Regions from separate parts of the Bos taurus genome. Here region 1 is linked to region 2. Evidence: chromatin contacts called from public Hi-C data. All regions are on one chromosome and are shown on one strand. Each heading gives the region's core, a stretch centred on a gene start, on an enhancer-like site or on the middle of the called end of the contact. The rest is flanking DNA. Distances are from core to core; before and after follow the strand shown.

Region 1 (6,519 bases), core at 3,710-6,209, 350 kb before region 2:
AAAGTCACTAGAAAAGTCAAACAAAAGATTGACTTTCCTTCATCCTGAAAGTGTCTGTTTTGCAGTATATGGCCAGATTCATTGAGATCCTTCAGAGTGATAGACTTTTAGTGCAAATAACAGGGAAGAATGTTCTTTTCTAAAAGTTGCTCACACTATGAGACACGGTGTGCGTGTGTGTGTGTGCTTAGTCACTCAGTCGTGTCCGACTCTTTGCGATCCCATGGACTGCAGCCCACCAAGTTCCTCTGTCCTTGGGGATTCTCCAGGCAAGAATACTGGAGTGGGTTGCCATGCCCTTCTCCAGGGCATCTTCCCAACCCAGGGATCGAACCCAGGTCTCTTGCATCGCAGGCTGATTCTTTACCAATTGAGCTACCAGGGAAGCTCATATGAGACATAGATCTCATACTAAATCTAAGAGGAAACATAAGTAAATGAACTGGCCAGTTCCTTTCTCTTGACAAAATGTCCATGGCTCATCTTCTAGAATAGTCAGCTCTAAGCAAAGTCCATCACCCTGAGAGTCAGAGAGGATAAGAAAGCCACTCTCTGCCTGATGCCGCTATTTTTTTTTCCTTAAGAAAGACTGCTTTGCAAGAGCATTTTGAACAAATTGCGCCATTTGAAAGAAGGCAGGGATAGAACAGAAGCCGTCAAGCTTTAATTTCTCTGCTAATTAATGGTTGATCATCTATCCTTTTATGATTCTTGACCCCAGAAGGAAAATTTATTAGTACTTTTAGATTTTGCACAGTCGTGTTAAATGAGGCATGTAATGCACTAATTTAGTGTCTCATTAGCATAAGCAGGGCCTCCCTAGCCCCTCCGCTCCCCATGGAAGGCTTAATCTGGAGCCGAGTGGAATTTTCCTGGGACACGCATGGTTTCTCTAGGCTCAAATACCTGAGAAGCCATAGCAGAGATGTGGGCTTACCCCACCCACCCTGGGCTTTCAAACATGGACTCTGTCCTTCATTTTAATGAGAATATTTAAGCCCTCAAATCTTCAAGCTGTTTCACAACAGTGTTCCTGCAAAACTCAATTTTATAGCCTGTGCAGCTATCTCTCACGATCTCAATTCCACCCCCTCAATGAAAAACCAAATCTAAGCTCTGGGAGAGGATTTCTGTTTGTTGAGACAATGGACAGTTGGTCATGTTTATATTTAATGTAGACATCTAGCCTAGATGTTTCTCTGGTGTAAATGCCAGCTCAGTAAATGGCTAGTTTTGCTGCATATATGTTTGACACCCTGAGAAGCCTGCATCGAGCTGATGGACTTCAGGGTCCAGGTTATAAGGGAGGCAGGGAAATGCAGAGAAGCTCACTGGGTAGGGAGCCAACTGTATCCATACTGCCACCAGCTTCCTTTGGGAACTGCAAAAAGGCACTTGCCCTGTGTGAACCTCTGCTTTTCCACCTGTTAAATGATCTGTAAATCTTCATGCCTAAGGTTTCTTCCACTTTTGATACCCCATCATTCAGCAAGTAAGAAATGCCAGAGGCAGGCTGGGTGACTCAGCCTTGGGAAGGAGATCAATTCAGAAGAAGAGTTTTGAAATATCAGAAATCTTCAGAAAGTCCATATACTTTGACCCACTAATTCTATTTTACAGAATATAGCCCAAGAAGAAAATCAGACAAATGCATGGGGGAAAGAAAAGGGTATTTATGAGACCATCATGGATTGGTTAAATAAAATATAGTATAACTATATGATGGGATACTATGAAACCATTAAAAATAATGCCACAGAATATTGTAGGCATGGAAAAATGCTCACAGTATTTTGTTATGCAAAAATCTAAGGTTTCTAAACAGGATTTCTCATATGATACCAGTTTTGCAAAAATATGTCCATACATATGTTTAGACAAAGATCTGGAAGGATCTATACCAATAGGTTCATAGAGATCCTTGGGGGATAGGATTCTAGGGAATTTTTGTTTTCTTCTTTACACTTTCCTACATTTTCAATATTTACTCACAATGAATTTAAATTACTCTTAGAGTTTAAAAACATTACAAAAATTATTTAAGGGAAATAAAATCTTGGCTCTGAATATATGTGTTCTTTTTCCATCTCAGCTTTCACACATACACAATGACAACCATCAATCACCTCAAAAGATCAGGAAATAAATGATTTATTAGCTGGAGGCTCTTCATGAAAACTTTGGATGACCAAAACTATTTGATATCAGCACAATTCTGGCACCACTTCATTAAAAAAAAAAAATTATTTGGCCCCGCTGAGCAACATGTGGGATCTTAGTTCCCCAACCAGAGATCAAATCCAATCCATGCCTCCTGCAGTGGAAACTTGGAGTCTGAACAACTGGACCACCAGGGAAGTCCCTATACGACTTCTAACTGTGGAGACAAAATGTGTGAAGGTTTTTGAATGCAGGGCCACTGGTCTGGTATGTGTCCTTATGACTTCTGAGTGTCCGTCTTGCAAAGGCATTAAAGATAATCCAGGCTGGCCCCCACGTTATACAGATGAGGAGGAACTTGCCTAAGGTCTGAGATCTGGTTACATCAAAGCCAGGCTAGTACTGCCTCCCAACTCCCGTCTCTAGACCTGGGCTCTTAAAACACCGTTTCTCTCCAGGCGCCTATGGAGGATGCACCACACTGACTGATGCATGCAGACTTCCTTCTGGGATGAATCTTTCCTTTCTTCTCCAGGGATAAATTCTGAGAGGTCAGGGAACTTCCTGCTCAGTGGAGGTCCTTGGCTCTGGAACGAGGCTTGCCTGCAGATCTTGAGTCTGGAGCAGGCTTACCAAGGGCTGGGGCGCCCAGTACAGCTGCTGTCTGCACACCAGGGCTTTGGGCCATCCTCTCTTCTGAGATGGATAATGGTGGTAAGAAGTTTGTTTCCTCTGAAGTACATTGCTCTTTCGGGCTAACGTGTCCTTTGGGGAGGGGAAGGAGAGGTTGGAAAAATAAAAATATTGATGTCATTTATAAATTTCCCCAAGAATATCCTCACTGGTGGGAACAGCACTGGGTCGTGGGGAGTGGGGGAAGGAGTGGGGAGGGGCATGCAGAAAAACAAGATGCTGCTCCTGCCCTCAAGATGTTCAGAGTCTAAGAAGAAGAGTAATTATGTGGATGAGAGACGGCAGAATAAAGCAGCCTACAAGAACCTGAAAGGGTACAAACCCAATACCTACTGGGAGACCCAAATGACATTCTGCCTACTTTGGAGGGAGGAGATCCCTGAAGTCTTCTAGGAGAAAGTGACCTTTGATAGACTTTCGGAAAACAGAAAAGATTTCAGCACTTGGAGGTAGAGGAAAGGGCATGAGGTTGAAGGGAGCAAGGGGTGACGGTGGGGCTGGCGTTGTTGCAGGACAGCATGGTGGGGGCGGGACCAGAAACAGGGAAGGGACCCTGATGAGGCTGGAGCTCAGTGCACACAGGGAAACACCACAAGAGAGCCACGTGTTGGAGGGAAGTCGGGGTCATGTCTTGAATGGTTCGAAGACCCTGTCTGTAAAGGTGTTTGGACTTATCCTATGGGCCTGCAGGATTTTGAGCTGAGCTCTGTTTTAGGAAGGTTTTGCTCATGATGGAGCAACTAAAGTCAGAGGCCATGGTTTTGGAGAGAATATAGGAAGACTACATATCCCCCCCCCCACCCCCCGCTCCGTCCAGGTGATGTGAGCATAGGAACGAAGCCCTTCAGTTCTCTGGGCCTGTTGGCGGATTTTACAATCTGCAGAGAGAACCTTCTGATCTGGTTGTTTCAGCAGCTTTAGCTGGGAGCCAAGAAAAGTAAGGAGTGTCTGTGGTAGCCCCTCAGGGGTGACGGAGGGCTGGTGTCCTTCCCACCACCATTCAGGGGAGATTCTGCTCCCACTTGAAAGCTGTGGCCTCAGTCTGGTTCTGAGTCTGAACTGAAAAGCCACATTTTCCAATGAAGGGATGCTGCAGGAAATAATAAATCTCTCAAGATTTATGAGCCAGGAAATTCCTTCAGGAACATAAATAGAGAAGAGGTGAGGCAAAGGTGGGCAAGGCAGGGAGCAGCTGCCTGGGATCCTCTGGGCACACACAATGGGCTGGGGATTTGTCCAGAACTCAGAGTGAAGAAGGATTTGGTGCACTGTTTCAATGCTGTTCAACTCTTTGTGAACCCATGGACCATAGCCCACCAGGCTCCTCTGTCCATGGGATTCTCCAGGCAAGAATATTGGAGTGGGTTGCCATGTCCTCCAGGGAATCTTTCCGACCTAAGGATTGAACCCATGTCTATTAAGTCTCCTGCACTGGGCATCACCTGGGAAGCCCGAGAGGGATTTTAAAGGTAATCTAATGCGATGTCTCTTGCTTTTCTGTCATTGAATTCATGGCTCTTGCTCTGCAAAATGATGAGGCCGAACTAAATGACCTGTAGGGTCTTTATCGCCGGGTCATTTGATGTTTGTTGTAAAGACCTGTGTTCTTGTGCTGGGCCCTGATCGCACTGTGTGTGTTTCACTCTCCCTGACTGAAAATGCAATCAACAGAGTCTCACACATTACCCACGTTTGGGCTGGAGATTAATGAGAGGACATCTGGAAACTTCCCTTGGAGGGATACATCTGGGCCTGATTACCTTCTTATTTACTGTCTTTTTACTCTGGAGACAGACTCGTAGACTCACCCTAGGGGACAATAACAGAAGCATGCACACCATCCCAACACACCTTCCAAATTACCCCCAGCCCAGCTGCAGGGAAAGATGATGGAGGAATCCACACACACAAACTGGGCACACACACGTGTACACACACACACACACACACATGTACCCTTTCTCCCCCTTGCTCTGTCCAGTGTCGGTGGGACAGTGAATTACCTTCACTGTCAGAGATGCGAGACCAGGCTTCTCCCTGTCACTGATAAAGTCCTGCTGGCCCCTGCCTCCCACTCCAAGCTGTCTACTGGTTTCCACCAGCAGATGGCACCCGGAGCTCTCAGACCACAGGGCCACACATCCTAGGCCTGAACTCCTGGCCTCCCCCACCCGCAGCCTTGGAAAGGGATAATTTGGGAGTCATCAGTGGGAGGGCTGCCAAGGACTTCAATTTACTATTTGGAACTTGGATAAGTTTCCCCAGATGGGGCATTGGAGGGGAAAGAGGAAAAGGGGAGTGGGGGGGGGGGCAGCGTCTCCTAGGGGCCGGGGATGGATCTGGTCCATCTCTGGCAGCCAGACAGTCCTTCCTGCAAGACCCCACCCAAAGGGGTGTCTGAAGCCAGGGCGGGTCACACCCTGGAAGGAAAATGCTTTCACTGGTGTGAAAACCAAGAGAACAAAAGGATTCACAGACCAAAAATGAAGCCAACGAGAGCTTCGAAATCATGGGCATTCTTCCCACTCCCAGTCTCTGACTCATCCCTGAACCCCAGTTTCAACCTCACCTACTGCTTGAAGCTGTCGCTGAACCATGCGCCTGGGGTCAGAATTAATCACCAGCTGCCTCCCTGGGCCTCCGACACTCCAGCCTTGCGGCATGGATCATCCCTCTCCCAGGGTGAGAGCTCCTTGCATAAGTATGTACCCCCATTTGACTGTGGTTACCCTGGGCCAGGGGCCAGACCCCACTTACCCCAGAATCCCCATGAGCCCAGAACAGCGCTGGCTCACAAGTCCTGGAGAGTCAGAGAAGAGTGAAGAAAATTGTCTCTAGAGCCTGGAGAATATCCAGCAGCTGGAATGGTGAAGTTGAAGGAAAGAATCCCTCTTAGGTGGGGTCACAGGACTCCTGATGTAGATGTAGGTGAAACATACACACACACACACACACACACACACCTCTCCTGGAGCAGTGGAGGAGGAGGGAATGCAAAAAATGTGGTGGTGCCAGCCACAGAGAGGTCTGGAAATGCCTTCTTAATTGAACCTTTCTGGGAGCAGGCTGGCTGGAGGAGGGTAAGGAGCAGAGAGGAGCTGGCAAGGAAGGGCCCAGGGGGCTCTGATCCCCCTCCTTTTGGAAGCATGAGTGTGTGCTTTCATGACTTTTTGCACCCCTATGCAACTGCAGCCCACCAGCTCCTCTGTCCATGGATTTTCTCCAGGCAAGAATACTGGAGTGGGTTGCCATTTCCTCCCCCAGGGGATCTTCCTTACCCAGGGATCAAACTTGAGTCTCTTATGTCTCCTGCATTGGCACACAGGTTCTTTACCACTAGCGCCACCTGGGAAGTCCTTCGAGAGCATAGAGACAGTAAAGGCAGAGCCTCTGGTTTCTTCCTAGGAAGTACCACATGGCAAGCCGCCTGTCGTGAGAGATTTGCTCTCTCATGGAACAGTTTTATCTGTAGGAAAGTCTTTGATATTAGGAACCCAAGTCCATTTTCTTGCAGCTTTGGCCCACTGGAGCCCCAGGACAGATCTACTTGCCTAGATGGGTGATTCATGTGGTAGAGACAAGGTGTAGAGGCCTCTGCAGAGTTCTTACTGAGTGTTAGACATCCTGCATACGTTATGTCCTGATCAGGAAAACCCCAAGAGTACT
Region 2 (6,758 bases), core at 239-2,738:
AAGCTCAAATGCTTCACTTGGTAAATCTGTCCTCTGGCTCCACCGGAAGTGTCCTGGTAGAAATAAGAGACAACAGGATCTCATTTTTATAAAAATACATTTATATTCTTAAAAATTGACACACACACAGTGCAATCATTAAATCAACTCAAAACTCAATCTCTTCATCTTCCCTGTGCTGAAGGGGAACAACTGAAAAAAGGGGATTTTTATTAATATTAAAAGTACACAGATATTGAGGGGAGTGATAATGTTAAAAGACGTAAACATTTGTTCGTTTGAAAATTGTAGTTTGAAAGTGGTCTTTTTTTCCCCCGAAATTTGGGTTTAAACTAATAGATGAGGCATTTCCGTACAAAACGAAAAGAAAAGGGGGACCCTGGCCCCAGTGGGGATTTTCAGGCTCTTATGCCGGTTCTGCCGTCAACCTCACTGTATCTCTTTGGGTGAGTCATTTCCCTTCTCCAGGACATTTCCAAGTCCGTGAAAAGAGTGTATTTACTTCCAAGACCCTGTACTCTCCTGCACCCAGGCTCTTTCTGCATTAATTAGCTGGGGGAGAGGAGAAGCTTGAGTTTAGCCCACATCAGGATCCTTCGGGCCAGAACTAATTACACAATCTTGAGTCGCACCCAGCAGCCCCTCTCCTCCGCCCCGGGGCGGTGCCGGTGGCTCCCGATAAGGCGCGGCTCCAATCTCCGTGTCCGGATGCGGGCTGCCGGCCTTGCCGCCGCTTGCATTAGCCTCTCAATGGAGACCCTCCCGGGCTCGGGCCCCCCGCCGTGCCCGGCAGCATCCGGAGCTGGAAAGGCGCTGAGCTGGAAGCGGGGCGGGGGGTGGTTGGCTCTCCTAGGTCTAGAGTCGGGATCCTTCTCTAAGTAGCGAGTTGCCGCGACTGGGAGGAGTGCCCCCTCCGCGCGCCCCATTCCATCCCACGTGTTGCTGGAGTGGGGACCTAGGGGTTAAGCTGGACCCCCTCATCGTCACCGCCGTCCCGGGAAACCTGTCATTAAAGTCAATTAACTTTTCCCACACCCCTTGGCCGGTAACAACCCGCTGCTAGCTTCCTCCCCGGCTCCTAAGTGCAACCAGATGGGCGGCCAAGCTGCCCCCGCCGCGCGGCCGCCGGGGCCGCCGGGGGTTCCAGGGAGGCCGCCGCGGCTCGCGGCCCGGGCGGGGAGCAGGCCGGGGCGGCCACGCCGGGCCAGCCCCGGCGGCCCTGCGGCCAAGGTGGTTTGCTTAGCAGGCCCGGCTGCTTTCTGGCAGGAAATGAATAGCTCCCAGATGAGCTCAGGCAACCTGAGAGGTCGTGAGAACGGCGCGAACCCCCGCCTGTGCAGCCGGCAGCCTGCCAGGCCGCGGGGGGAGCGGGCGGCGGCGGCGGCGGCGGGAGGCCGGGAGGCCCGGCGGGCGGTGGCGGGGGGAGAGGGAGGAGGGAGCCGCTGACACACGAGCCCGCGCCCGCTCCCGCTGACAGGCAGGCAGCCGCCCGCGCCCGGCCGCCTCCCCCGCTTCCCCGCCCGGGGCCCCAGCGCCTCCCAAGCAGCAGGCCCTTAGCCGCAGAAACGCGGCCGCCCGACCCGCCGGGCCCGGGGGTGGGGCCGCCTGCCAGTGTTTTTCCAGTTTCCCCGGTAGCTCCGGGCCGCATTTAGAAGCCGGGAAACTGGGCCGAGGCCAGTGTCGGGGCAGCAGAGGCCCTCGCGGCCGCCGGAGCCCTGCCAAGCGGCAAGCCAGGCCAGGGCGGGTGGGGGCCGGCGTGGAGAGCGGCCGGGCCAGGGCGGCTCAGCCCACACCGTCGTCCCAGACAAGATACAGCCGCCCGACGGCATCTCGCGACTCCTTAAAACAAATGATTCTAATCTCCGAAAACCCTAGCACCTACTGAGTGCCCAGCAAGCCCCCTGCAAGCGCTAAAAAGATAACATTAAGACTCACTCACCCCCTGCCCTCCCAGAGCTCTCAGTTTAGCTGGGGAGATAGACAAACACCCAAGTAATTCATCCCAGGCCTGATGTGGGACATGCCAGCAAAGTTTCAACAAAGGGCACCTAAGAACAAAGAGATGGATTCTGATTGGAGAGTAAGCCAGGTAAGGTCTTCAGAGCGTTGGCACCTGAAGCGGAGACCTGACACATGCGGTCAAGGAAGAGAAGAGATGGGAATGGGAAGGGAAACGCAGACAGAGGTAAATGTGCAAGTCCAGTTGGGGGAATTCCAGGAAGTTTGCCATGGTTGTATTGAAATTTTCAGGTATATGAATTGGCTTGGAGGCCAAAAACTAGAGCCAAAGCACATGATCTGGCTTCAGGTTGCTGAGGTTGTAAGTCCAGGCAAATTACTTCTCTGCACCTTCTTTGTACCATAAGGTGGTATTTGTACCTCCCCAGGTGATATCTCATAGGATTGTGAGGATGAAATGAGTAAATGCAGGCAAAACATTTGGAGTGGTGCTTGGCACATAAGCCCCCAATGTGTGTTAGTTGCTCATCGGTGTCCAACTCTTTGTGACCCCATGGACTGTAGCCCACCAGGCTCCTCTGTCTATGGAATTCTTGAGGCAAGAATACTGCAGTGGGTTGCCATTTCCTTCTCCAGGGGATCTTCCTGACCCAGGGATTGAACCCTGGTCTTCTACATTGCAGGCAGATTCTTTACCATCTGAACCACCAGGGAAGTTTTTTTTTCTATTAGCTTTTCCCATAAAAATGTGTCGATAAGGCATCAAAATGTAGAACAGGAATATTATTCCTTAAGGGGGCAGGAGAGGGTAAAAGCCATATCAAATTGGTTTCAGAAGCAGAATCCTGTGTGACAAAAATTTTAAATTTTATTTAAAATGAAATAAAATTTTTTCATTTTAGCGAATACCTAACAGATACTCAGGGTCAGGGATGAGATACAAACCCTAAAGGAAGGCTTCCCATACACCACATTTGTGAAGAACAAATAGTCTCGAACACAGAGTTATTCTTCCCTGTGTCTCTTCCATAATTAGGGCCCATATGATTATTTTCGTACAAATATTGTAGAATCTTGCAGAATCAAATAGATATTTCCCTTGAAACTCTATGTAGCAAAGTAACTGTGGAATTGGCCATTATTACCTTATAGAGGTGAACAAGCCTCTAAAAAGCTCTGAAACTGTAGGCTCATTTGGTTTACTTTTGTTTTCCTGTTTTGGAGTTGGGGGGAAGGGCCGATGGGAAAGGAGCATAAACTATGATCATCTAGAGAACTCAGAACCTACTTTACTGTGATCTCGTTGAGACTGCATTTTAAGTTTAAAATAGGGAGTATCCATCCAAAGAAGAGACATTTTAATGCTGGGAGAAGTTCATAAAGGATAACTTGAAATGTCATTCTTGCCTCAAATATTCACACAGCTTCTATATCAAAAATCTGAGGCTGTAGTCATATTTACATGCATACACTAGTTTAAAAATAGAAGCTGGATTTTGAGCAATTGATCATTTGGGGATATGGCAACTAGTCTCTAACGTGATATGGGGTTGAATTCAACTTAATTTTTTATTAGCATACTATATTTTATTGAAGAAAGTTGACTTACAATGTTTGAGGTGCACAGCTAGGTGATTCAGTTATACATATATATTATTTTTAATATTATTTTCCATTATAGGTTATTATAAGATATTGACTATAGTTCCCTGTGCTATACAGTAAAACTCTGTTAATTGTTGTGTATCTATTTTTTTAAATTAGAAATCTAGCATTCTATTCATACTAAGTCAAACATGTGAAATCAAAATGACATAAATTTTTCAACTAGGCCAAAATTCTCAAGTTTTCTAAAATATGTATGTTTTACATACATTTATATATGTGTATACAAAAGCTTTTCTAGTACACTTGATAAAGGCCTGAGAAAGAACATCAGGTAAAAGAGATGGAAAATTGGAAAACATTTTTAATACATCAAGTTTGCATGTTTAGTGTAAAGCCTCCAGCTGGGAGTCCAGATCTTGGCTCTGTGCTTCCCTCCTCTGAGTAAGTCCCTCCTCAGCCTTCCCACTGTTCTCTCTGGAAACTTGTTCTTTTTAAAATAAATGCCCCTCTACCTGCAGTGTCTGAATGAACCCCCTGCTGCCACCATTGCCTGGTTCTGCTTTTCTTTTGAGCCTAATGGATGGATGACTCATCACTTTGCCCACTCCAGGTGTGAGTAGAATGAGAAGCAGTATGGGAATGACGGATGTGGATGGGTCCCTGGGCTGGAAAGTGAGGACCTATGCTCTGCCCCCATACCTTGCCCACCCTTGGCTCTTCCTTCCTCAGGTGCCATAGGCTCTCCCACTCTTTAGTCCTCTGGTCCTGATGGCTCTCCTTCTGGCAGGTCCTGCCTTCTCCCCTTAGGCTTACCTTCACTTGGCTCCATCCTTCCCTTCTTTCACAGGGACTGTGGATCCTTTTCCACTTCACCAGGGAGGTGGTCCACAGAACATCAGCTCTTATTCCTAAATTTTCAACCTCATTTTTACTTTTCCCTGCTGTATATAAATACATTTATTTTTCTACCATCTTTCAGAGCCAACTTCCCCCACCCTGCACCCTCTCTCCACCTTGGGCTGCTTGCCTCCCTTTTCACCGAGGGTCCTAGAATCTAGCTAGTAGCCCCCTGCCTCCTTTCTCTCTCCCTGTTACCTGTGCAGCCAGACTCCTGAGTGCCCTTCCCTCAGTGAACAAATCAGAAGGTCCCTCTTTTGTTCTCTCCTCATCAACACTTGTGAGGTTCAGAGTATGTGCAGACTCCATCATGAAATTCCCTCCTTCCTACACCCCTGTGGCACATGTTTCTCCTGACTTCCTTCAGCCTCTCTGATGACTTCTCAACATCCACCATGGGACTTTTCCCCCTTGACCCACCCATTAAAGTCACTGTCCTTGAAAAATCTATCCATGCCCTTTTCCTCTTGTCACTTCATCACCCACAGCGTGAAGACCCACTGGCCATCTGCATGAAGACCATCAAATCTGGTATCTTCAGTCCCAGATTCTGCCCTGAGATCCAGATTGTGGACCCAGCTGCCTGTGGGCCGTCTCCACGTGACAGTCCTTAGGCCCCCACCCCGTGAGGTGTCCTGCCTCTATTTTCCCAGTCAGTGTGTCTTCCTCAACCCCACCACCAGTCTCCTCCCTGCCTCCCATGGGGCACGAGGAACCATAAGGCTTCCCCTCGGTCATTGCCTTTGTGCAGGAGTTTCGTTGCTTTTATCTCCTTCAGACTGGTTTCTTCACCTTCAGTTTTGCCTCCCTCCAACCGTCAACCACACACTCCAGCCACACATCCAAACAACCACATCTCTGAGAAAACACTTCCAAAGGCTTACTATTGCCTCCACCACCAGAGAAACTTACATGGTTTACTCCTGGCCTAGCCTCCTGCCTTCTTGCCTAGAAGAAGTCAGTACCCCATCCACATTTCCTCGGCGTGCAAAGCTGCACCAGTGCCATGAGCACCACCCCCCGCCCCTGCCCGCCCCTGTGCTGGAAGAATCCCTCCTCCACTTTCCATCCAGAGACCTCCTACCTATGTATCCTTCAAGACTTTGCTCAATTCACCTGGTTCCAGAAGCCCATCTTGAGGCCTCCAAATCCTGACTCTGACCCCTACCTCCTCTTTTCCCCACTCCTGGAGCATTTAACACAGCACTGATGACACTGGATTAGAGTGTTTCTTTATCTGTCTCCCCAGCTCAGACTCTGCGACTGTTGGAGGCAAAAGCAACATACTTTTTCTCTACCTGTCGTAAGTGGCACAATCAATGGCTGCTGTACATAAGTCATTCAGGAAGGTGTACATTAACTAGTATAATAAGAAAGAGGATATTAATAAAAATAGCAACTTACATTTGAATAATTTGAATTTAAGTTTCACAAAATGCTTTCATAAACATCCTCATTTAATCCCAAAAGCAATCGATGTAGGTAAGTAGGACTGAACATGTAATCCTCGTAGCAAATGTGGACAGTTCGTCTCAAAGGGAGTAGATGGTTTGGCCAAAGTGGCAGCTAGAGAGAGCCAGGTGGGTCTCTGGAACCCTCCTCTTCTGGCAGAAGTGTCACACTTCCCTCGTTTTCTGCAGAAATGGACTGGACTTTGAAATGGACAGAAATGGAGCTGTACTTCCTAAAGCCTGTCTCTGTGGTTGCCTTTCCCTGCTGACTTTCAAGGGCAAATAAACCTGGAACTAGTCTCAGCGGTCCATGTACTTTTGCTACATGTATAGCCAGAACCACTTTGGAACTGCTGGAAATCTGTTGTCCTCATTCCCGCTTTTCTGTCTTAGACATGTAACCGAGTCTCCCAGGGCATGAGAACCGGAAGTCCCTTCCTTCCTCCTGTATACTGAGTGCCAGAATTGATGCAGTCAAAGGCAAGTTTTCTTTACAGGTAAAGCTTAGTGACTGGGGCACAAATGAACTACCAGGAACTTCTCAGAACCCAAAGTTAGAAAGAGAATGGGAAAATCCTAAACTTTAAGAGGAAAAGTATTCAATTTTGAAGATCATATTTGTGTGGGCTGGTTTAGGAGTCATTCTTTAGTAGGTGAATGAGTCACACCATGACCCAGAGAAACCAGTGGATATAAATGCCTAAGGGTGTAACAGAAGGTTCCAAAGTACCATCCATGGAGGTGGCCACACCATAACAGCTGCCAGGACAATGTGGCTGTTTGCAACAAGATCAATGCAGTCTCTGTAAGCAAAACGTCCCCCTAGCCACAAAGCAGTTGCTA

What was found. A called contact is a pair of places that touch in the nucleus more often than the background predicts.
Region 1: a contact with region 2 is called in a Hi-C map of skin fibroblasts, with 11 times the contacts expected there. The contact joins two enhancer-like sites. A contact is called at or near these places in 4 of 11 Hi-C or Micro-C datasets (liver, skeletal muscle and skin fibroblasts).

Annotation. Positions count from the first base shown.
Region 1 is chr1:73,707,286-73,713,804 of ARS-UCD2.0, reverse strand. No RefSeq gene overlaps it. Among named protein-coding and RNA genes, the nearest start is that of OPA1, 150 kb to the left of the region's middle. Within about 2 kb of position 4,959, at least 19 of the 102 cell types and tissues checked have an H3K27ac peak or open chromatin away from gene starts, as enhancers often do. A contact at or near this core is called in skeletal muscle and skin fibroblasts, where this site is marked.
Region 2 is chr1:73,354,456-73,361,213 of ARS-UCD2.0, reverse strand. No RefSeq gene overlaps it. Among named protein-coding and RNA genes, the nearest start is that of HES1, 7.4 kb to the left of the region's middle. Within about 2 kb of position 1,488, at least 83 of the 102 cell types and tissues checked have an H3K27ac peak or open chromatin away from gene starts, as enhancers often do. A contact at or near this core is called in skeletal muscle and skin fibroblasts, where this site is marked.